Linked DNA regions of Mus musculus: all the other regions are linked to region 2. The links are chromatin contacts, called in public Hi-C, capture Hi-C and promoter capture Hi-C maps. All regions are on one chromosome and are shown on one strand. Each heading gives the region's core, a stretch centred on a gene start, on an enhancer-like site or on the middle of the called end of the contact. The rest is flanking DNA. Distances are from core to core; before and after follow the strand shown.

The links. Promoter capture Hi-C pulls out the DNA fragments that hold promoters and counts their contacts. Hi-C and Micro-C count contacts between places; a contact is called where the count stands out from the background. Capture Hi-C pulls out chosen DNA fragments and counts their contacts.
Region 1: a contact with region 2 is called in a capture Hi-C map of macrophages, with 8 times the contacts expected there. The contact joins the promoter of Ppm1a here to the promoter of 2700049A03Rik in region 2. A contact is called at or near these places in 3 of 39 promoter capture datasets (liver and pre-B cells), 3 of 115 datasets of contacts at active chromatin or transcription factors (the 230-238 cell line, large pre-B cells and pancreatic cancer cells) and 1 of 9 other capture datasets (macrophages).
Region 3: a promoter capture Hi-C map of pre-B cells shows a contact between it and region 2, with 10 times the contacts expected there. The contact joins the promoter of Rpl36al here to the promoter of 2700049A03Rik in region 2. A contact is called at or near these places in 4 of 39 promoter capture datasets (the C10 cell line, hematopoietic stem and progenitor cells, liver and 1 more), 1 of 484 Hi-C or Micro-C datasets (CD8 T cells), 5 of 115 datasets of contacts at active chromatin or transcription factors (large pre-B cells, microglia, pancreatic cancer cells and 2 more) and 2 of 9 other capture datasets (adipose tissue and liver).
Region 4: a Hi-C map of CD4 T cells shows a contact between it and region 2, with 6 times the contacts expected there. The contact joins the promoter of Nemf here to the promoter of 2700049A03Rik in region 2. A contact is called at or near these places in 3 of 39 promoter capture datasets (liver, neutrophils and pre-B cells), 1 of 484 Hi-C or Micro-C datasets (CD4 T cells) and 3 of 115 datasets of contacts at active chromatin or transcription factors (embryonic stem cells, large pre-B cells and thymic regulatory T cells).
Region 5: a contact with region 2 is called in a promoter capture Hi-C map of liver, with 5 times the contacts expected there. The contact joins the promoter of Rps29 here to the promoter of 2700049A03Rik in region 2. A contact is called at or near these places in 3 of 39 promoter capture datasets (hematopoietic stem and progenitor cells, neutrophils and pre-B cells), 2 of 484 Hi-C or Micro-C datasets (B cells and CD4 T cells), 3 of 115 datasets of contacts at active chromatin or transcription factors (large pre-B cells, regulatory T cell precursor and thymic regulatory T cells) and 3 of 9 other capture datasets (adipose tissue, liver and macrophages).
Region 6: a contact with region 2 is called in a Hi-C map of uterus, with 4 times the contacts expected there. The contact joins the promoter of Klhdc2 here to the promoter of 2700049A03Rik in region 2. A contact is called at or near these places in 6 of 39 promoter capture datasets (the C10 cell line, erythroid cells, hippocampal neurons and 3 more), 1 of 484 Hi-C or Micro-C datasets (uterus), 1 of 115 datasets of contacts at active chromatin or transcription factors (astrocytes) and 2 of 9 other capture datasets (adipose tissue and liver).
Region 7: a contact with region 2 is called in a Hi-C map of B cells, with 8 read pairs. The contact joins the promoter of Mnat1 here to the promoter of 2700049A03Rik in region 2. A contact is called at or near these places in 1 of 39 promoter capture datasets (cranial neural crest) and 1 of 484 Hi-C or Micro-C datasets (B cells).

Annotation. Positions count from the first base shown.
Region 1 is chr12:72,759,931-72,762,630 of GRCm38.p6, forward strand. Ppm1a (protein phosphatase 1A, magnesium dependent, alpha isoform) reads left to right here and starts at 1,281. Exons shown (of 6, transcript NM_008910.3): 1 at 1,281-1,701.
Region 2 is chr12:71,135,480-71,138,179 of GRCm38.p6, forward strand. It overlaps 2700049A03Rik (RIKEN cDNA 2700049A03 gene), which reads left to right and starts at 1,369. Exons shown (of 30, transcript NM_001163378.1): 1 at 1,369-2,559. The coding sequence starts at 2,361. Timm9 (translocase of inner mitochondrial membrane 9) reads right to left here and starts at 1,196. Exons shown (of 5, transcript NM_001286203.2): 1 at 1,076-1,196.
Region 3 is chr12:69,182,774-69,185,473 of GRCm38.p6, forward strand. Rpl36al (ribosomal protein L36A-like) reads right to left here and starts at 1,294. Exons shown (of 2, transcript NM_025589.4): 1 at 1,210-1,294; 2 at 1-392. The coding sequence starts at 363. The coding sequence ends at 43. It overlaps Mgat2 (mannoside acetylglucosaminyltransferase 2), which reads left to right and starts at 1,385. Exons shown (of 1, transcript NM_146035.2): 1 at 1,385-2,700. The coding sequence starts at 1,881.
Region 4 is chr12:69,355,758-69,358,457 of GRCm38.p6, forward strand. It overlaps Nemf (nuclear export mediator factor), which reads right to left and starts at 1,419. Exons shown (of 33, transcript NM_025441.3): 1 at 1,294-1,419; 2 at 522-590; 3 at 273-375. The coding sequence starts at 1,352.
Region 5 is chr12:69,157,920-69,160,619 of GRCm38.p6, forward strand. Rps29 (ribosomal protein S29) reads right to left here and starts at 1,267. Exons shown (of 3, transcript NM_009093.2): 1 at 1,078-1,267; 2 at 742-841. The coding sequence starts at 1,139. It also overlaps Rn7s1.
Region 6 is chr12:69,295,430-69,298,129 of GRCm38.p6, forward strand. Klhdc2 (kelch domain containing 2) reads left to right here and starts at 1,252. Exons shown (of 13, transcript NM_027117.3): 1 at 1,252-1,718. The coding sequence starts at 1,566.
Region 7 is chr12:73,122,446-73,125,145 of GRCm38.p6, forward strand. It overlaps Mnat1 (menage a trois 1), which reads left to right and starts at 1,272. Exons shown (of 8, transcript NM_008612.2): 1 at 1,272-1,481. The coding sequence starts at 1,393.

The DNA.
Region 1 (2,700 bases), core at 31-2,530, 1.6 Mb after region 2:
GTGTCTGCTGGGAATTGGCAGTCTCACATGTGGTCCTGCCATTGATGTCAGGTGTAAAAGTGAAGAAAAGGGAATCATCTTCCATAAGTCGTGGTGAAAATATCAGAAATGGTTACCACAACATCCAAAATAGAGAAATAGTTTGCGGGATGACAGCCGGCAAAAGCAGGTTGTATTTGATCTAAGAGTCAAGACAATGGAGTGGTTTATAAGAGACACGAAGTAGCGGGGTGGCAAACTGCAGTAAGCACCAGAGAAAAGGGGAAGGCCTTACTGAAATTAATCTTGTTACTGGTCTGAACTCAATTTGGCTAATAGTTTTAGTATTTTTTTTTTTAAAGCATTAGCCTATTTCAGCGGAATATATGCTTTTTCTTTGTATTATATCAGAATCTCTCTTAAACTTCTATTCCTGCGAATTTGGTTGTAAGGGTTAAGCTGGTGACTGAAAAGCTGGGAAGGCACACCCAACCAATGGGAACTCATACTGGTGATGTACTGCTTTCCAGCTCTGATTCATTGGCTGCCTAGGGTTTGTCATTCTATCCCGGCGTCGGCAAGCAGCGTGGGTCGGGTTTTCTGTGGTCGAGCTAGCTAAACTGGATTTTGGCCGCCTGCACGTGCAGTTACCTTTTGCTCATCTCTAGCTCTCCGTGAAAGCAGCTGTCACGTTTCTGATTATCCTCTAGATTTTGAAAAACCCTCGGTTCCATTAGCCCCACTGGAGGTCTTTGGAGGTGCCCGTTGAGCCCGAATCACGTGACCCCGTAACGTGCACATAAATACAATTCGGAATCCCTGCAGGGACTCGGGGACAACCCGCGAGAAGCTCTAGCTAGGCACGTGTCCCAAGGCGTGAACGGTTTGCACACGCACGTCTGCGGTATGGCCGCGGCACTCGTGTGCGCCTCGTGGGGTCGAAGGGGCAGGCTGAGTCCCCTGTGCCGGGCGCTAACCGAGACTGCACCTGGAGACCGGCGTCCGTAGGCAGGTGTAAGAGTCGGGTGCGGACGACGACGACAGCCGGGTTTGGAGAGGCCCTCTGCGCCCTAGCGCGAAGGCCGCGCGCCTGGCTCGCACCCAGGACGTCCACGCTCCCTAGGGATCGGCCCGCGGCAGCGACCTGAGGAGCAGCGCAGGGCAGTGACGTCACCGCCGCCCCTCCCCCGCCCAAGCCGCAGTTCCGGCCCTCCCACATCCGGGTCTCTCCAGCCCATGGGCCGCGCCGCAGCTGCAGGGCCGGGGGTGGGGGAAACGGCGGCGCGGGGCGGGGCGGGGCCGGGCGAGGGGCAGCGGTGTCGAGAGCGCGCGTGCGCGGGGCCGCGCTAGAGGCGGCGGCGGTGGCGGCGCTAGGGGCGGGAGCGCGCGCAGGAGCTAGAACGCCGTGGTCTCCGCGCCGGCCGGGTCCGCAGCTCGGGATCGGGTGGCTGGGGCGGGGGGAGGGGGGCCCAGGCAGGTGGGGCGGAAAGCGATGAGTCCTCGGCGCCTCCTCCGCCTCCCGCGGGCCCCGCTCTCTGCCTCCCGCTCCGACGCCCGGATGATCTGAGCCGCGAGGGCTCCGAGAGCCGGGGGCCCGGACCCAGCCCGGCTCCTCCCCTCCTCCGCCCGGGCCCGGCCGCCGTCGCGGGACCCCGTGCCCGGCCGCCGTCGCCACCGCCGCCCCGGCCGACCGAGGGACCCGCCCGCCCGCGGCTGCTCCGGGTAAGCGCGGCGCGAGGGCGAGGAAGAGGGCGAGGGCGGGCGGGCGGAGGGCCTGTGCGGCGGCGGCCAGGCCTGGGGCCTGTAAACAAGCCGGGCGTCTGCCCGGGCGATCCCGGGAGGAGACGCGACAACTCCACCCCCTGGGCGGCCTCCTCCCCGAGCCCGCGCCGGGTGGCGAGGGGTTAACACGCGGCGGGGGCGGAGGCGGGGTGTGTGCGGCGGCTGGGAGGGGGCGCGACCCTCGGCCGGGCGGGGCGGACACTGGCGGCCGCGGAACTTTCGGGGAGCCTGCAGCGGGGTCTCCCCTTGAAGCAGATCAGCCCGTGAGTTCACTGGATTTGGAGACTCACCCGCTGGGTTGAAAGTGAGGCCCCCAACTCAGTAGTGATGCCTCCATTTCATTCATTATTCCGGCTTGGAGCAAACCCATTGAAGTAAACTACAGGTTTTGCATCATTTTGGCCTGATATATTGGAGGAAAGTTCTTTATGTTAGAGTTTAGTTTAGGCTTGGCTCCCTTCTGCTTGTAGGTTGTAAACACACTCGGATCCCCTTCTTGAAAGACAGCTGGCTGTGGAGAGCCTTCTGCCAACTGGAGTTTTAGATCTTTTGCAAATTTCATCATCCAAAGTGTTTTTCTCTTTTCTCAAACACTACACGATACTTAGAAATCCACAAAGGTCAGAGTCTAAGCAATCTACGATGCCGCCCCCACCCCAAGTTTCCTGATAGTTGGAATAATGCTCCTGGTATATTTTTAACCGCGCGGTTAGAGTATAAGGAGATTGGCATTGTTTGAGAAGAATAAATGATTTTGACGTTACGAAAATGAGTAGTTTTCCACGGTTCAGAGAAAAAAACAAAAACAATCTTTTTAAACCCTGGCTTTCAGATTTCAAACATGACTACTACTGGATGGAGGAGAAGCCTGCTGAAGAATCATAGAACTTAAATGATTGTTTTCTGGGCCTTAGGATTTTAGGGTTTCTGAGGGCTCAC
Region 2 (2,700 bases), core at 119-2,618:
ATGATCCTTTAGATTATTTGCAGGTTTAGTTAGGTTGTGGGATGAACAGACAAGGTTGTTTTTTTTTTTTTTTTTTTGTCTTTCTCTCTTTCTTTCTCTCTCTCTCTATCTCTTTCGACAGGGTTTCTCTATGTAGCCCCAGCTGTCTTGGAGCTCTTTGTAGCTAGGCCTAAAGGCTGCCACTACACCCAGCATTACAGGCAACTCTTAATTAACTCAGTGTTAATCATAGCTAAAAGCACTTGAAAATGAATTCCTATTGTTTCCCGATTCAAAGTCTAGCCTCAAGGAAGATGAGAACCACGCTACTTGGGGGGTGGAGTCCCAGGTCTGACATTCGTTACAAATTATTTACTCAGGTCACTTTACTGATTGCTGTTGCAGTTGCTCAGCGTTTTGAAATTAGAGGGGAAAGGTCATTTTTTTTCATATCTAACTTTTATATAGAAATTACAGAAGTTAATTCATCCCTAAGGTCTCTTGCAGCTCTGACATTGCCATTCGGTCTTTTAATACACTTATACAACAAATCATGAACCAACAGATAAATCTACAACAAGAGAAAATGTAATAGGTAGAAAAATGATTAATCTATTATACTTTAAAAAAATACATTTTAAAAGCTTCTAGCAAGGCGTAATGGGAAAGCTCTAAGCAGTGCGTTCTCCAATATGAGACCTGGGAAGGGTGCGAGCCCTTGTACCTAATGACATAAGGCATAGTGTGCAGACAGGGTAAGAGCCGAGGAAGTCTAGATTTTCAGTAAAGGGGCTCCTGTCTGACAGCTCAAGGTCATCGAGTGGCTGGCTACCTTGTAATCTCAAAGCGTGCCCCCAAGCGATCCAGTCCCGGGTGGGCGGTGTCTCGGGGCCTAGGGTCCCCACCCTCGGGGTGACAAGGCCTCCGGGACACGGCTGGCCTCCCGCTGCGCCGCGCTGCCGGTTGCGCAGCCCCACGACCCGCGTGCACGCGGCGTCTCCCTCCGGGGTACCTGCCCGCTCCCTTTCCCGAGTGAAGGCTGTCACCCCACTGGCCGCGAACCCGGGATTATGAAAGCAGAGGAAAGGGACCATACTTAGCCACAGGATCTCGCCTCTGACACCGGGACCGGGCTGAAGAGCTGCGGGGCAGGTAGCGTGTGAGCTCGGAGGGTCAGTACAGAGCGAGCGCCGCGCCGCGGAAAGCTGAGAACACGTGGGGGCAGTGATGTCAAGCATGGCTTCAGACCCTTAGACGCAGATTCGTTACCACGTGGGAAAATGTAGGAAGAAAAGCAAGTGCCCAAGCAAATTCTAAAAATCATCTAAGAATTAACTTTTGTGATTATCTGTTCGTCAGTGCTCTCTGTACTTTTCACTTCCTTTTCCACGGCAACGGAATCTGTCGAAATTTCTAGAAAGCCTAATATGCTTAACCTACTAGGTTTCTAACGGTCTGCAGTTCCTACAGTGTAAATAACCCTTGATAAACAAAAGTGTTTATGGGCTAATCGAGAATTCGCCATTCCTCTAGGAATACTTAGTACTGTGTCCAAACATAAAGGCGATATTCTGCCTTTAAAAAAAAAAAGTCACATCTCCTGGCAGTCTTTTATGTTGGGAGTTTGTTTCCACCCGGACACGAATGGAAGAGCACCAGAGCACTCCCGTTCCGGTCGGGGGGGGGGGGGTTGGATCTTTGCGCGCATGCGTGCTGACGCTCAAGGGCGGGTTTTCGGGGAAGACGGTATTGACCCGCGAACAACCGAAGCTGTTATTCTATCAAAATCAAGACGGCGTGTGTGCCGGACTCTGTGGAGACTCTGAAGACTAAGTTGAGGTGTCCGAAATTGCGTCCTGACTCGTAGAAAGAAATCTACTAAGCTCTTATGAGGGTGGTGTTTTAAAAAACACGATTTTAACGTTGCCTGCTCGTCTGGGTCTCCTTAACAAATCCTAACCCCGCCTCCACGTCTGTTGGGGTTTTCAGCTGCAGCTCTGGGTTTGGAGGAGTGCGTTTTTATTACGGTTCCCGTGGCTTCTCTTTTGCTCTTGGCATAATTCCTTTGAAATTTATTTCTTCGATGCATTAACAGACTCAGTGGGATCAAGACTTTTTGTTTTGTTTTGTTTTTTGTTTTTGTCGTATTTAGCCCTGGATTAAATGTCAAAATCGAAATTTACAGCTTTATGGATATTTTGCCTATAGACTTTCTAAGTTAATGACTGCTTCATAATTATTTTTGGAACTCAGGTGTTTTTCAAATTCACTTCCACCATTACTTCTTTTCCTGGTACTCAAGGAGAAACTGCGTCCTTAAGTTTTGAGAAGCTAGAATTCCCTCTGTTAAGAACGGCGGGACTTGATTTGTGACTAACCAGATGAAAAACGTTGAGTTTAGCCTGGAAAGGGGGCAAAGGCTTAAAATGCCAGCGAGGAAACTGCGAGAGATTGTTTCTCCAAACCAAGGGAATAAATTGGCTGTGGTGGAAGATGAGCTGCCCCGTGTTCCTCCAGCCCTGGCTGCAAATAAACGTCTTGCTGTTGAAACGAGGACTAGTTCTAATGGAACGTTATGTGGTATGTGATTCCAAATGTTTCAGTTTCCCACCCAGTTTACGTTTTCTCTCTCTCTCTCTCTCTCTCTCTCTCTCTCTCTCCCTCTCTCTCTCTCTCTCTCTTCCGAGACAGGGTTTCTCTGTGCAGCTCTGGCTGTCCTGG
Region 3 (2,700 bases), core at 44-2,543, 2.0 Mb before region 2:
TTCTCTACTGCTTCAGTATTTTCCTCTCAGAGAACACAAGTTTTAGAACTGGATCACTTGGCCCTTCCTCTTCTTGTCGCCTCCCAGTTCAAAATGCTTGCATCTCTTAATGGCCAGCATCCTCTTGGATCTGCAGTTGGGCTCAACACACTCAAGCCTGAGCACAATCTTCTTTGTGGTTTTGGCCTTCTTTCGAAAGATTGGCTTTGTCTGCCCACCGTAGCCACTCTGCTTGCGATCGTAGCGCCGCTTTCCTTGGGCATACAGGGAATCCTTGCCCTTCTTATACTGGGTCACTTTGTGAGGCTGATGCTTGCCACATTTCTTACAGAAAGTCCTTCGGGTTTTTGGTACGTTGACCATGTTTGCAGTAGAAGTGTCTGCGATGAGAACTGTAAGAAAGTTTCAGACATTAAAGATCTTCAAACTCGAAAGTTTTAAACAGGTATAATTTGTAGGAACATATAAAAAAAAAACAGTAATGTTCGAAAATTTGTGAACCCACCAAGTACTCATTTCCCACGTGAATAAAAGGCCAACACGCAGCTGAGTGGATGAGCACTGGCTTAAACACCGGGGTTCAATCCTTACCACTTCAAGCCTATAGAAAAACTGTTTTTTGTTTTTTTAAACTAAAACGAGGCATTAACAGTTAAAAACTCAGACCTGATGGAGTGTGTCCTGGGAGGCTGAGGCAGAGGATTGCTAGTTGAGGTCTGCCTTAGCGTCCAAAGGAACTGACACTTGGAGTGGCCATTACAGTTCTCCCCAAACCAGCGTCCAATTTCTTAGGTCTCACTGCAAGGACAACGCAGTGGCGTCCGGGTAGAGAAGTTTTGCTCGGACTACCCCACAGCAATTCCCTCCGTTTTCTAGCTACGAATGGCTTACAACGAAATATAGTCGTTTCTGCAACAACCGGGCTCGTTCCTTCCCCCCAGCCACGTCAGTCTGTTTTGGCTTCACCCCCTCTAAAGCACCGTCACTCTCCAGCGGGCCCGAAGGCTGACGTGTCGTTAGCAGCCAGCACGCCTCGCCGCCCGGGAGCCGCCATGCTGGAGCGGTCTCTTCCGAGAGAGCCGCGGGCTGACCTCAAGCCGCGGCGGGCAGCACCTGCCCCTTTCCGACGCCTCAAAGAGCTAGGTCGGCTCCGGCTTCCAGGCGACCGCGGTCCCCAAGGAAGCAGCTACCGCTCTGCTCCAGACTTACCGAGAGACCGGCCGCCGCGATCCCCGACTCAACCGCACGCGCCGAACAGGAAAGGGACGAACAGAGCGGAAGTCGGAACTGAACCTGAGCGACGGGAATGCGAACCAATAAGCAGCGGCCTCCTCCGGAGGCTTCTGAGAAGCGCCAATCAGCGCCCGGCGGGGCGGGGCGGGGCGGAGGGTGTGGGCCGGAGGGCCCGGGCGCTCGCAGGCCAGTCGCGGCTTGTCAGAGCGGTCGCTGCCGGAGCGGGGCGAGGCTGCGGCGTTCGGTGTCGCCGTTCCGCCGTGCGAGCAAGGATGAGCGCGCAGAGGACGCAGAGCCACGGGCAGCGCAGGTAAAGGAATCACGGTGTCGGCGACCGCGGCGGGGCTTCTTCCGGGACCCCCGGGTGCTGAATGGAGAGGACCGAGGCGACGTTGAGCCGCGGCTCGTAGCGGCGGGGCGGCTGCCGGAGCTGCAACTGCCAGAGAGGATGCGCGGAGCCCGGGCGGCGCGAGGCAGTTGAGAGCCTTCGGGCCCCAGGACGCCGGAGCCCGGGATGAGTTAGCGAGGGCCGCCGCGGGGGCCAGTTCCTAGGGCTGCAGGCCAAGGCGACGGCGCCGCCCGCCCGCCCCTTCCGTGCAGAGGCCGCCAGCTTCTTTTCCGCGCCCGCGCTCCGGGCCCTGGAGACCATGAGGTTCCGCATCTACAAACGGAAGGTGCTAATCCTGACGCTCGTGGTGGCCGCCTGCGGCTTCGTCCTCTGGAGTAGCAATGGGCGACAAAGGAAGAGCGACGCCCTTGGCCCGCCGCTGCTGGACGCGGAGCCCGTACGGGGTGCGGGCCACCTTGCTGTGTCCGTAGGCATCCGCAGGGTCTCAAACGAATCGGCCGCTCCTCTGGTTCCCGCGGTCCCGCGGCCGGAGGTGGACAACCTAACGCTGCGGTACCGGTCCCTGGTGTACCAGTTGAACTTCGATCAGATGCTGAGGAACGTCGGTAATGACGGCACCTGGAGCCCCGGGGAGCTGGTGCTGGTGGTCCAGGTGCATAACAGGCCGGAATACCTCAGGTTGCTGATAGACTCGCTTCGCAAAGCCCAGGGTATTCAGGAAGTCCTAGTCATCTTTAGCCATGACTTCTGGTCCGCAGAGATCAACAGTCTGATCTCCAGGGTGGATTTCTGCCCGGTTCTGCAAGTGTTCTTTCCGTTCAGCATTCAGCTGTACCCGAATGAGTTTCCGGGTAGTGACCCTAGAGATTGCCCCAGAGACCTAAAGAAGAATGCAGCTCTGAAGTTGGGGTGCATCAATGCCGAATACCCTGACTCCTTCGGCCATTACAGAGAGGCCAAGTTCTCACAAACCAAACACCATTGGTGGTGGAAGCTGCATTTTGTATGGGAAAGAGTCAAAGTTCTTCAAGATTACACTGGCCTTATACTCTTCCTGGAAGAGGACCACTACTTAGCCCCAGACTTTTACCATGTCTTCAAAAAGATGTGGAAACTGA
Region 4 (2,700 bases), core at 169-2,668, 1.8 Mb before region 2:
CAACAACAACAATGAAGCAAGTTCCAGGTCAGCAGATTAAGGCACATGGATCAAGTCTGGGGATTTAAGTTGGATCTTACCCCTGACCCCTCATCTCACAGCAAAACTGACTCCCCCCCAGGTTGTCTTCTGACATTCACTTGAGAGCCCCAAGTTGTACCTGTTTGTTGTTTCCACCTACACAGACACACACACACACACACATACATACATACATGATAAATAGATAGATAAATGGAGTTTTAAAAATTAGCTCCAAACTTAAAATTTACCTTCATGGCAAAACTCGACGGCATCATGTTCTTAGGCCACTCAAATTCTGTTGTATGAATACGTATACCAGACTCAAGTAACAGTGTAGCTTTAAAATCAGGTCTGTTCAAGAGAAAGCCAAATTTTTCTTTAGGGAATTTGCCAAAACTTATTCTCTGAATTTAAAAAAACAAAACCTAAAATGCAGGATATATATATATATATATATATCATAATTTACCAAAAACAATCTTATAAAATATTCTTACTTTTGAAGCCGAATAAGATATGTCTTGTTATCCACATCATAAACGTTGTTTACTCTCATTCCTAGCAAGCTGAAAAAAAAAGAAACATATAACAAATCATTGTTCTTGGTTGAAGCAAAACTTTCCATCATTTATTGGTGTTGTGGAAAAGGAACTCTTCCGCTAAGATACCTCCACCGCCTATAAAGGTATCCTCAAATTAAATGTAGACTTTTAAGCACAAAAGTGGCCTGTTGATCTCAGTAACACCAGACTACTAGTGCTGGGGTGGGGTGGGGGGTGTAAATACAGTAAAATTAAGTCTAAATGACTTATTCGGAGCGGAGGAAGTAGCCGAGTCCCCGAAAATGCGACAAAGCTCACACAGCTGAATAGGCGACAAGTCCAGGACACAGGTCCAAATCTGCCCATTTCAGCTGGAAGGCCCTGCTACTTCTCTTTGGGAAGAAGGACGGGAATTCTGAAGAAGCCAGGCCGCCAGTCTGGAGCAAAGACGATCACTCCCGTTCTACCAAACGCTCGCTGCGGGACTCAGGCCACCCCGGCAAGACCTCTCGGAATCAGCGCCAGGGAGATGCAGCATCAGGCACGGTCCCCGGGGGGGGGGGGGGGGGGGGTGTCTCCCGGGGGCACCGGCCCCGGGCTCGGCCCCCAGGCCTAGAGAATCCCCGAGGCACCGGGACGACCGTGAGGCTCTCCGTCTCGCGACCACCCGGTGCCCGGCCTCCGCTCCCTCTGCTGTGAACGAGCCTGTCCACTCCCACCACCATACCTCGCATTCAGTTCCGCGAGCACTGCGCGGAGGTCAACCGTGCTGAACCGGCTCTTCATGGCTAGGCTGCGTGTCGCTACCGCAGTCCTTTCAGGGACTGAGCCGACGCAGGACCACTATGCTTCTGCGCATGAGCGCTTGGCTTGTGTCTACGGCAACCCAAATGACCCAATATTACTTATAGTGAAAGTGCGCTATTTAACCGAAGTTTGTTGTCAAATCATGATCAATTATTTTTTTCACTGTGTAAAAAAAACTCGACATAGAACTAACTACCTTCTCGAAACTGCGTCCTTTCCTTGAACAATGACCGGGTTAATCCCGTCCCCTTGTTTGGGGATTAAAATGGGTCTCCATTAGGATCCTGTAGGTCATTAACCATTAATCAGTTGCCCCAGGAAGGCGCTATCGCTCAGGATGGAAGAGCAAGGGGTCTTTCTAAACGCGAATTTGAGACTAGACAAAAACCAACGGTTGGTTTTCCCTGACTCTGACAAGCCGTAGAGATGGGTTCCTATTTTGCTGGGTACTACTCTCCGAAATAGGATTCTGCGGCATACTGTAGAATTCTCATTCAAGTTGAATGGGGTGGGGTTCTATATAGCCCGAGTTTCATAAATTCTTGGCACCTCAAATACTCAAAAATTCACTAAGTAAAGATGTCAGATAAAAATAAAGTAAGAGTTCCCATGGGAGAAGGAGAAAAAGTTCTCCTCCCACACCCCAGCGTTCTCTAAACTGCTTCAAGTTCTGCATGCTACCAATTCATACATAAATTATTCAGGGTTCAAATATACGATAGTTAATTCGTCTAAATTTTTCTTTTTAAAAGTTCTAATGTTAGTAATAAACAAATCTAAAACTAAGAACAAAAATCTACTAGTTTTGGACAGTGGAAGGTGTGTGTGTGTGGGGGGGTGGTTGTCATGGTCATTTTTGATACAGGGTCTTTCTATGTAGCCCAGGACACCTTAGAACTCTGAATTTTCTTGTCTCTGCCTTTTTGAGTGCTGAAATTACCAACACATTTAGAAACTGGAGGAATTTTAAAATCAGTGAAACATGTATTTAAAAGTTTAAAGTCATTAGCATTCACATCGCTATAAGTTCTTAGAATGGGTGACCAAAAAAGCAAAAGAAAGCAGGGAAAGTGTCAAATTTGTATATCTAAAAACATAAGGATTTTTGTAATTACTCTGCTTTTGAGACAGGGCATGCTATATAGTCAAGGTTAGTCTAAACTCACCCTATAAGCCAGGCTGTCCTCAGTCTCCCTCTGATTCCAGCCTCATTGGTATTGGAATTGCAGGTACATACTATCATGCCCAGATAGATCATAAACCTTTAATGTTGGCAAATGTGTTAATCTAGTTTCTATTGTTGTAACAAAATACCAACAGTTAAACA
Region 5 (2,700 bases), core at 17-2,516, 2.0 Mb before region 2:
ACAAAATTACATTAACCATGTCATGTACTCCGGAGTTACTAAATAGCCCGTTTCTGCAGTTCATCTTAACCCGAAAAAACCTAGACCAGACGGAGGAGGGACCGATCCTGACACACTTGAGTCATTCAAGTCTCTAAACTGTAAGGCTAGGCTTACAGTAACTATTTCATCAATAATGTAAGTCTGAGCTTAAAACTCTCTGCTGCACCTCAGCAGTGTCAAATACCATGCAGGCCCATTAAACACAAGTTTATTTAAAACTGGTCCCGCAGCTGGGTGTGATGCACACCTTTAATCCCAGCAGAGAATCTGTGTTCCAGGACAGCCAGGGCTACGGAGAAACCCGGTTAAAATACTTTTTAAAAAAATTGGTACAAATAAAAAGCAGATGAAATATATATACAGTGGTTTTGACCAAAAAAGGAGACTTTTGAGACATCAACCTTAGAACAAATAAAAAGCCAAAACCCTGGCTAAAACATAGCAGTGTGTTCACTAGATTCACTTAGGTTTCGGTGTGTGAAGTCTAGAGCTCTTCCCAGTATGATCAAACATCCTGGGCCAGAAATTTAAGACACGTATTGGGTTAGGAATATTCAGTTACTATGTAGAAACTGCACCACCTCCTACCCACCTGACACCTAAATCTGACCAGGCATTAAACCCTTCACCCTTCCCTTCTGGAACTCTTAAAACCCTCCGCTGTGTGCATCGTGGACGGCAGCGACCAACCGCGCGTACCTTAATGAAGCCTATGTCCTTCGCGTACTGCCGGAAGCACTGGCGGCACATGTTCAGCCCGTATTTGCGGATCAGACCGTGGCGGTTGGAGCAGACGCGGCTGGGAGGAGGAAGGACAAGGAGATGGCCTTAATGGAGCCGCCACAGTAAGGTACAGCACTCCTCAGCTTCCCCACCACCCGCAGCAGGGCCCGCCCGGCCCGGCCTAGCTAAGCCCGTAATGGCGACGGCAGCACCGAACGCCCTGCGCGCCGCCCGCGGGCCTTGAATTTCCGACACCCAGTCACCAACAATGGCCCTTCCCTCTAACCGCGGTCTCCACAACCCGCTCCTCACCAAGAGCGGGAACCCTGGCCGAACTTCCGTGGGTGACTCCAGTAGAGCTGCTGGTGACCCATCTTGCCTTCAGACGCCCAACGAGGAGAAAGGAACGAGTCGGCTCGCGCAGGCGCTCTTCAAAGTTTTTTGGAGCTACACGCTACCCAGAATACAACGCTAAGACGTGACGCGTACGCCGTGCGACAACATTGGTCCGCGTGCTCTGAGTGACATTTCTAAGGCTGGCTGGGCGGGCACAGTGAGTGACGTCACGGCCCGCCGCAGCTCTAGTATCTCCCCGTCGCTCTCAGCGCTCGCCGGGCGCGGTGGCGCACGCCTGTAGTCCCAGCTACTCGGGAGGCTGAGACAGGAGGATCGCTTGAGTCCAGGAGTTCTGGGCTGTAGTGCGCTATGCCGATCGGGTGTCCGCACTAAGTTCGGCATCAATATGGTGACCTCCCGGGAGCGGGGGACCACCAGGTTGCCTAAGGAGGGGTGAACCGGCCCAGGTCGGAAACGGAGCAGGTCAAAACTCCCGTGCTGATCAGTAGTGGGATCGCGCCTGTGAATAGCCACTGCACTCCAGCCTGGGCAACATAGCGAGACCCCGTCTCTTTTTGGACACTTAATAATATTAACATTATTCTCACTTTCTTTTTAATTCACCCTTTTCTCATATAATACATTTCAACCTTAATTTTTTACATTGTCTTAACACAAACGTTCGCTTACAAACGTGATTTTTTTTTTCCTTTACTCACTACTGACACCTACTGGCGTGAAATTATATGACAACTTAAATCAAGTGTAATGAGTAAGAGTCAACGATAGGGGCCTCTTATTAAATCTTTTGACCTCATATACTCCAAAAAGAAATCCACATCATTCCATGGATGGAAAATAGGGTCTTACGTATATGTGAGTATACCACCCTTGATACCTAAATATAATCGCCTACATTTACTTTTCATTTGTTTTTGTGTAGACAAGACTGGCCCAAGACTCTCATTTTGCCCATAATAGACTCACACTCCCTATCCTAATGTCTCAGCCTCTAATAATGGGCTTGCTTGTGCCACCAAACGCAGGCTAAGTGGATGAATATGAAGAAAAGTAATATAAAATAAAAGTTGTTTTCATCAGATAATTTAATAGCAAAACAAGTAACGACAAACTTCAAAAGACAAATTTATAAAAAATAAAAAATATATAAAATAAAAATAAAACCTAAAATTGCACAAAGCCCTGCCCCCTGAAATAAAAGCTTTAACTAAATCTAGAATGTAGCAGAGTAAAATTAAGAAAAAAAGCCTTTTGTAGAAGACTTTTAATAGAAACTTTAAAAAAAACTTTAAAGTATGCTACTTCAAAATTTTGGTAGACAATCCTTACCCAATTATTTCATAATGAAAGAGTCACAGATTTAAAGACCAGATATAATTTAATGTCTGTTGTCAGTCTTCAAATCTAGTGTTTTACACAAACACACACACACATATACACATATACAAATACACACACACATATACACATAAACAAACACACACACCGCGATTCCCTCACCTTTTCAATTCCAGTTCTGTTGTTGTTGTTGATCTATCTCTCTGTCTTGCTTTGACAACATGTAATACAACTAAACAA
Region 6 (2,700 bases), core at 2-2,501, 1.8 Mb before region 2:
AGATTCTCTGGGATGCTAACTGTTCTTGTTAACTGAAGTGTATCCGTCCAGAACATGGGTTTTGTGCTTAAAAGCTCACTCTGAGAAAGGCTCGTTGCTACACTGGGATCCCAAACTAATAAAGACTTTCTATTGCCTTAAGTTCATGTCTGAGCTGTCCTCTCTAGTGGCTATCCCCACAACACCATCAAATTTTTCTTGCAAACAATAATCACGAGGCAGTAAAATGTGTCCAAGTGCAGCTCATCTGGAATAAGGCTGATCTGTGGAGGAATATCCACTTGCATGCTCCTGACCCCTAGGGCAAGGTGATTTCCACTGTTGGACGATCAGTTGCTCACCACAAACCTCAGCTTAGTGCAAATTGGTCATTCACATTACAGCAGATTTGCAGTGTGAGAGGTTGTGGCCAACAGTGAGAGATGTCTTCTACCCGCCAAACATGAAACTGATGCTAGATTTTCTTCTCCAGTGTCATCCAGCACGAAGTGGCTGGTGGAAACGCTGCCAATCTCTTTTTGACAGTATACACCCTGGGCAGCAGCAGGAAGGCCATTTCTCTCTCTGACTGTCTCTTGCAATGGCAGTGAGGAAGGCCCCCCTCAGCACAGCACCAAGGGCACTGGACATCTCTTGCATGGCAAAATTGCCCCAGGGAGACCTGGATGAATCTGGTCAAGAAACAGAATCTGCCTGGTGGAGCACACCTTTTATCCCAGCGCTTTAATCTCAAACCCCAGACCCTTAACTCTTGTGTTTCAGCAAGTACATCTCCAGCAACTGGTGAGAGTTTCAAAGAGAAAAGCTTTTTTTGGTCGTTTTTGTTAAGTGTGTATTTTGCTCAGTATATATTTAGCAGTCCCAAAACGAAGAGAGGGAGAAAGAAAAAAAAAAAAGACAAGATGAGCAGCACGGAGAGCCACCATTTAAATGAGGAGCCTGAAGTGTTTTCCAGACCAGCCTTATTTTATGGGCGAGGAATTGGGTTTAAATAATTCGTAATTTTCATTTGGCCTCTTAGAAGCCCAGATTGTGAGTCTGGGATTCGCATTCTTTCCCCAAGGGTGGGTTGTTATGGTTTAGGAACTATCCAGGCCAGAGCACCCTGAGGCGGGAGGACGGATGTTGGGAGGACTCAGATGCCCAAGGGCCCGACTGGGAGGACTACACAGCAGTAGGACAGCACTGCGGTGGGACCGGACGACGGGAGGCTCAGCAGCGCAGGGGGCGAGAGCGCTTCCGGAGCGTGGGGACAGTGTCCGCTGCGGACGACTTCCGGCGGCGGCATAAACAAGGCCCCGGCGGCCGGAGGCGGGGCGGGCTGCGAGTGCGAGCCCCGTCGGCCGCTCTCCCGCTCTGAGCCAGGACCCGGCCGCGGCGCGGTCCCCGCGAGACCCGCAGCCGCTGTCGGCGCGCGCCCCAGCGCTCGTCCCGGAGGCGGAGGCGTAGCGCAGGACAGGCGGGTCGTCAGCGCTGGCTGCGCGCCGCGGTCCACCGCTCCGCTTTCCTTTGTCTCCCGTCTGCGGGGCCGGAGCGGTCTCGGTGGCCAGCGGTGCAGCCTCAAGATGGCTGATGGCAACGAGGATGCTCGAGCGGAGGATCTGCCGGGCCCGGCCTTCGAGAACTACGAGGCCATGGAGCTGGCCTGCCCGGCTGAACGCAGCGGCCACGTCGCTGTCAGCGATGGGCGCCACATGTTCGTCTGGGGCGGCTACAAGGTCAGTAGGGCGGAGTGGGCACGATCGCCGCCGCGGCTCTTGCTCATTCAGGAGAGCATCTTCCCGCCCTGCCCTGGTGGATTCGGGGATCCTGGGCTATTGTCACCGCTCTCTTGAACTTATGAGTCAGCCTATCCCACGCACCCCCTACGCATTGTCTTTGGAGTGAGCGGAGCGAGGTTCTGTTATTGTGGGTCGCGTAGCGGGTGACTGTGGCCCGAGGTACGGAAAAGGGTGGGGGCGAGGGTGTGTGAGAATCACTCATATACCTTTGGGCCCGGTCGCCCGGAGCTGGGGCCATTTAGCCGACAGACACTATATTCAACAATATTGTCACTGTGTGAACCAAGGCCACAGGAATCGCTTGCTCAACCTCCCCGAAGGTGTAACGGTGTCATCAACACCTGTGCAGATGCCCCCACCTATCTATTGTTTGAACGCAGGGCCATTTTTCTTAACTGGTCTCAGCTGAGAAAGGATTGCTCCTCAGTAGGCCTTACTGCGGATTTTAAAGGAAAAAATAGCCAGTGAATCCCCAGCAGCGTATGTAATTGGAGTGCAGGCCTTTGGACTTTGTGACCAAGTATCTTTTTAGTCATTTGCATTGTTTTATACCGCGAGCTGGGGAATACTGCTCAGTTACCTCCTTAAACCGCTGCTCACTGGTTCTTCTGTACTGGTTTTAGAATTCCATGATACACTCACTCTAGTTCTTGGATTTCATGTGGTGCACACTCATTTGAGCCATTTGACCTAAAACTATTTTAGTGTTAAAATGACGCCCCCCCACCCCCCTTGGGAAGTCCAGTTCTCTGCGCCTGTGGTTTGCTTAAGGACTCTAATAGCTTATAGTACTGACGACCTGATCATAGGTGGCCATTTTGAGACAACTGTCCCATACCTTGTCGGTTTAACCATTAGTTATTTTGCCAGCGTGAATTAATGCATTCTGTTGTCCCTGGCTTCCAGGAATCAGGTATTT
Region 7 (2,700 bases), core at 22-2,521, 2.0 Mb after region 2:
ACAAAATAAACAAAAAAGACTTCTGTATTCTTGTTAATACAATAAATGTGGCTTACAATTCCCAGAGAGAATCAGGTCCTCAGAGTTTTGGGATTGCTGAAATAAAGTTGTGTGCCTTTTTCTCTCTCTCTTTCTTTCTTTCTTTCTTTCTTTCTTTCTTTCTTTCTTTCTTTCTTTCTCTCTCTCTCTCTCCTTTCTCTCTCTCTCTTTCTTTCTTTCTCTCTCTCTCTCCTTTCTCTCTCTCTCTTTCTTTCTTTCTCTCTCTCTCTCCTTTCTCTCTCTCTCTTTCTTTCTTTCTTTCTTTCTTTCTTTCTTTCTTTTTTTAAATTTGTTTTTGGAGACAGGGTTTCTCTGAGTGTAGCCCTGGCTGTCCTGGGACTTGCTCTGCAGACCAGACTGGCTGGAACTCAGCGATCCACCTGTTCCTGCCTCTTGAATACTGAGATTAAAGGTGTATGCCACCACTGCCCTGCTCGAATTGCTTTATAAAATAACCTTTTATTTAACATTTTGGAAAATAAATGAGGTCTTTTATTGGGGGCAAGACATATGAGAGTTAGGTTGTACAATTCAGCTTGCCTGGCAGTCTTGAGGGGAAGGCCTTTGTGTAGGAACAGGTACTAGATATTATTTATAGAAGTATTCTGACATTTAGTAAGAATTTGTACAAAGAATTGCATTTAGATAATTTTTATGAATGTAAACAATTTATCTTGTTTTTTATTTTGTTTTTATTTTTTTTTGTTATATATTTATTTATTTTGGAGACAGTGTCTCCTTAGGTAGCCCAGGCTGTACAGAATTCAGTATGGAGCCTAGATCCAACTCATGGCTGGTTCCTGCTTCAGCCTTCCTAGTGCTGGTATTATAGGTGTGAGCCACTACACTTAGCATTATTCTAATCTTCATATATGTGAATCAAATTATGTTCTGATTACACAACTATGAAGACATCTACAGTACAGACTGTCCAATTTTCTAAAAGAGACTACTAGTTTGTGTTATTGACTTCATACCAGCATAAATCTTTGAAATCATGTGGATGTTTCCAAACGAAACAAGAATTTATCTTTTTGATATGATATGGTTCCTTGTAAAATGTAATTAGGCAAGAGGTGTGTAATTTAAAAGCATCCGTTCTCCCATCCCAAGATACTGAACTGATTCACCTAAGGTTAGGTTGGAACTGTAGCGGCTGGAACGGAGAACTCGCTCCCGGAACGTTTGTTTTGCAGCGCCTGGCTTCCAGCCGGTGCTCTTTCGCGAAGGACCATTCCGGCCAAGTGCCTGTTGGTAGCAGCTTAGTTGACATCTGGTCTGGGGGTTCTTGTAGGTGGCAGTGGCTGAAATCCGTGTGGAGGAAAAAAAAAAATCCAAAGCCGAAGAGACGCCATGGACGACCAGGGCTGCCCCAGGTGTAAGACCACCAAGTACCGGAACCCTTCTTTGAAGCTGATGGTGAACGTGTGCGGACACACTCTGTGAGTCTGGCGACCGTGGATTCCTGGGGTGGGAGGACAGCCCTGGGAGATGCCAGGAGGCCGCTGGGGGGTAATAAAGGGTGTGGTTCGTCTAAACAGTGGGGGAGGGGGATGCAAAAAGGGAGCGTCGATCCTTTAAAAGGTTCGTAGCCGCTCGCCCCTATCTTTTCTGGCCTACTTTGAAACTGGAGTTTTGATTGTGGCAAGCAGAAGTTTGGCAGGTTGACCCTCATCCACCTTTCCAGCCAGTGAAAATCTCGAATTTTTCCAGCTATGTGTTGTTAGCTAGACTCCAGACAGATGTCTGGCTGAAAGCGTGAGGGATTAGAATCTTTAATTTCTTAATAAATGTTTTTTTTTTTTAATTGAAAAGAGAACTGAAAACTTACTTTGGGTGTATACTGTTGCTGTTGATCGAGTGAACTAGTTGGAAAGCCTTCTGTGTATGTATACGTGTCCTGATGAGTTATGTTAGACTTAAATCATGTAAAGGAAGAAAATACAGACTTAAGGCAGTTACTTTGTAGCTAGATAATGGTTGGCTTTTATTGCGTGCTCATTTTGTTCCAGGCACTGTAGAGTCTTACCGTGAGCCATCTCTTGATAAGTTTATGCAGGTATAGTTTCTTCCTCACCGGAAATGATCCTGAGATTTCTCAGGATTGTGGGTCGTAGGAGTATGGATCCCAGGAAGTGGCTCTGGGAAGTAAGTGTATTTTGGTTGCTCAGTGGTGAAAGGATGGCGAGTGATTTTTTTGTATAAATGTTTTGAAGAATAAATGCAGAGTTTTGGTTAAAGTGTTTGTCAGTTTTTTATGGAGAAGTGGTTTAAGTAAAAGATAGTCTGAGACTAAAGGTACTATAAAGTTGTGAGCACAATATTCCTATAGGCTCAGTCTTCCTCCGGAAGGAAAAGGTAAAGTACAATGTGGTAGACAAGGTCTTCAGGCAGAAATTTGCACAATGAGCTATATATATAATTGTCATAATGTGATTATTAATTTCCTTAATTGGTCTTTCTTTTTTTTTTTTTTCCACGACAGGGTCTCTTTTCCTAATTAACTTTTATTTTGCTTTAGACAGCGTAACTGTGTCTGGATGGTTTAAGATTAAAAATCCAGAAAAGGCAGTCAACTGGAATGCATGAACTGTGGCAATGAGGGAATACTGCTGGTATATAATTAGGTGCTTGTTAAGACTGGGCATCAAGTGTTAGTCC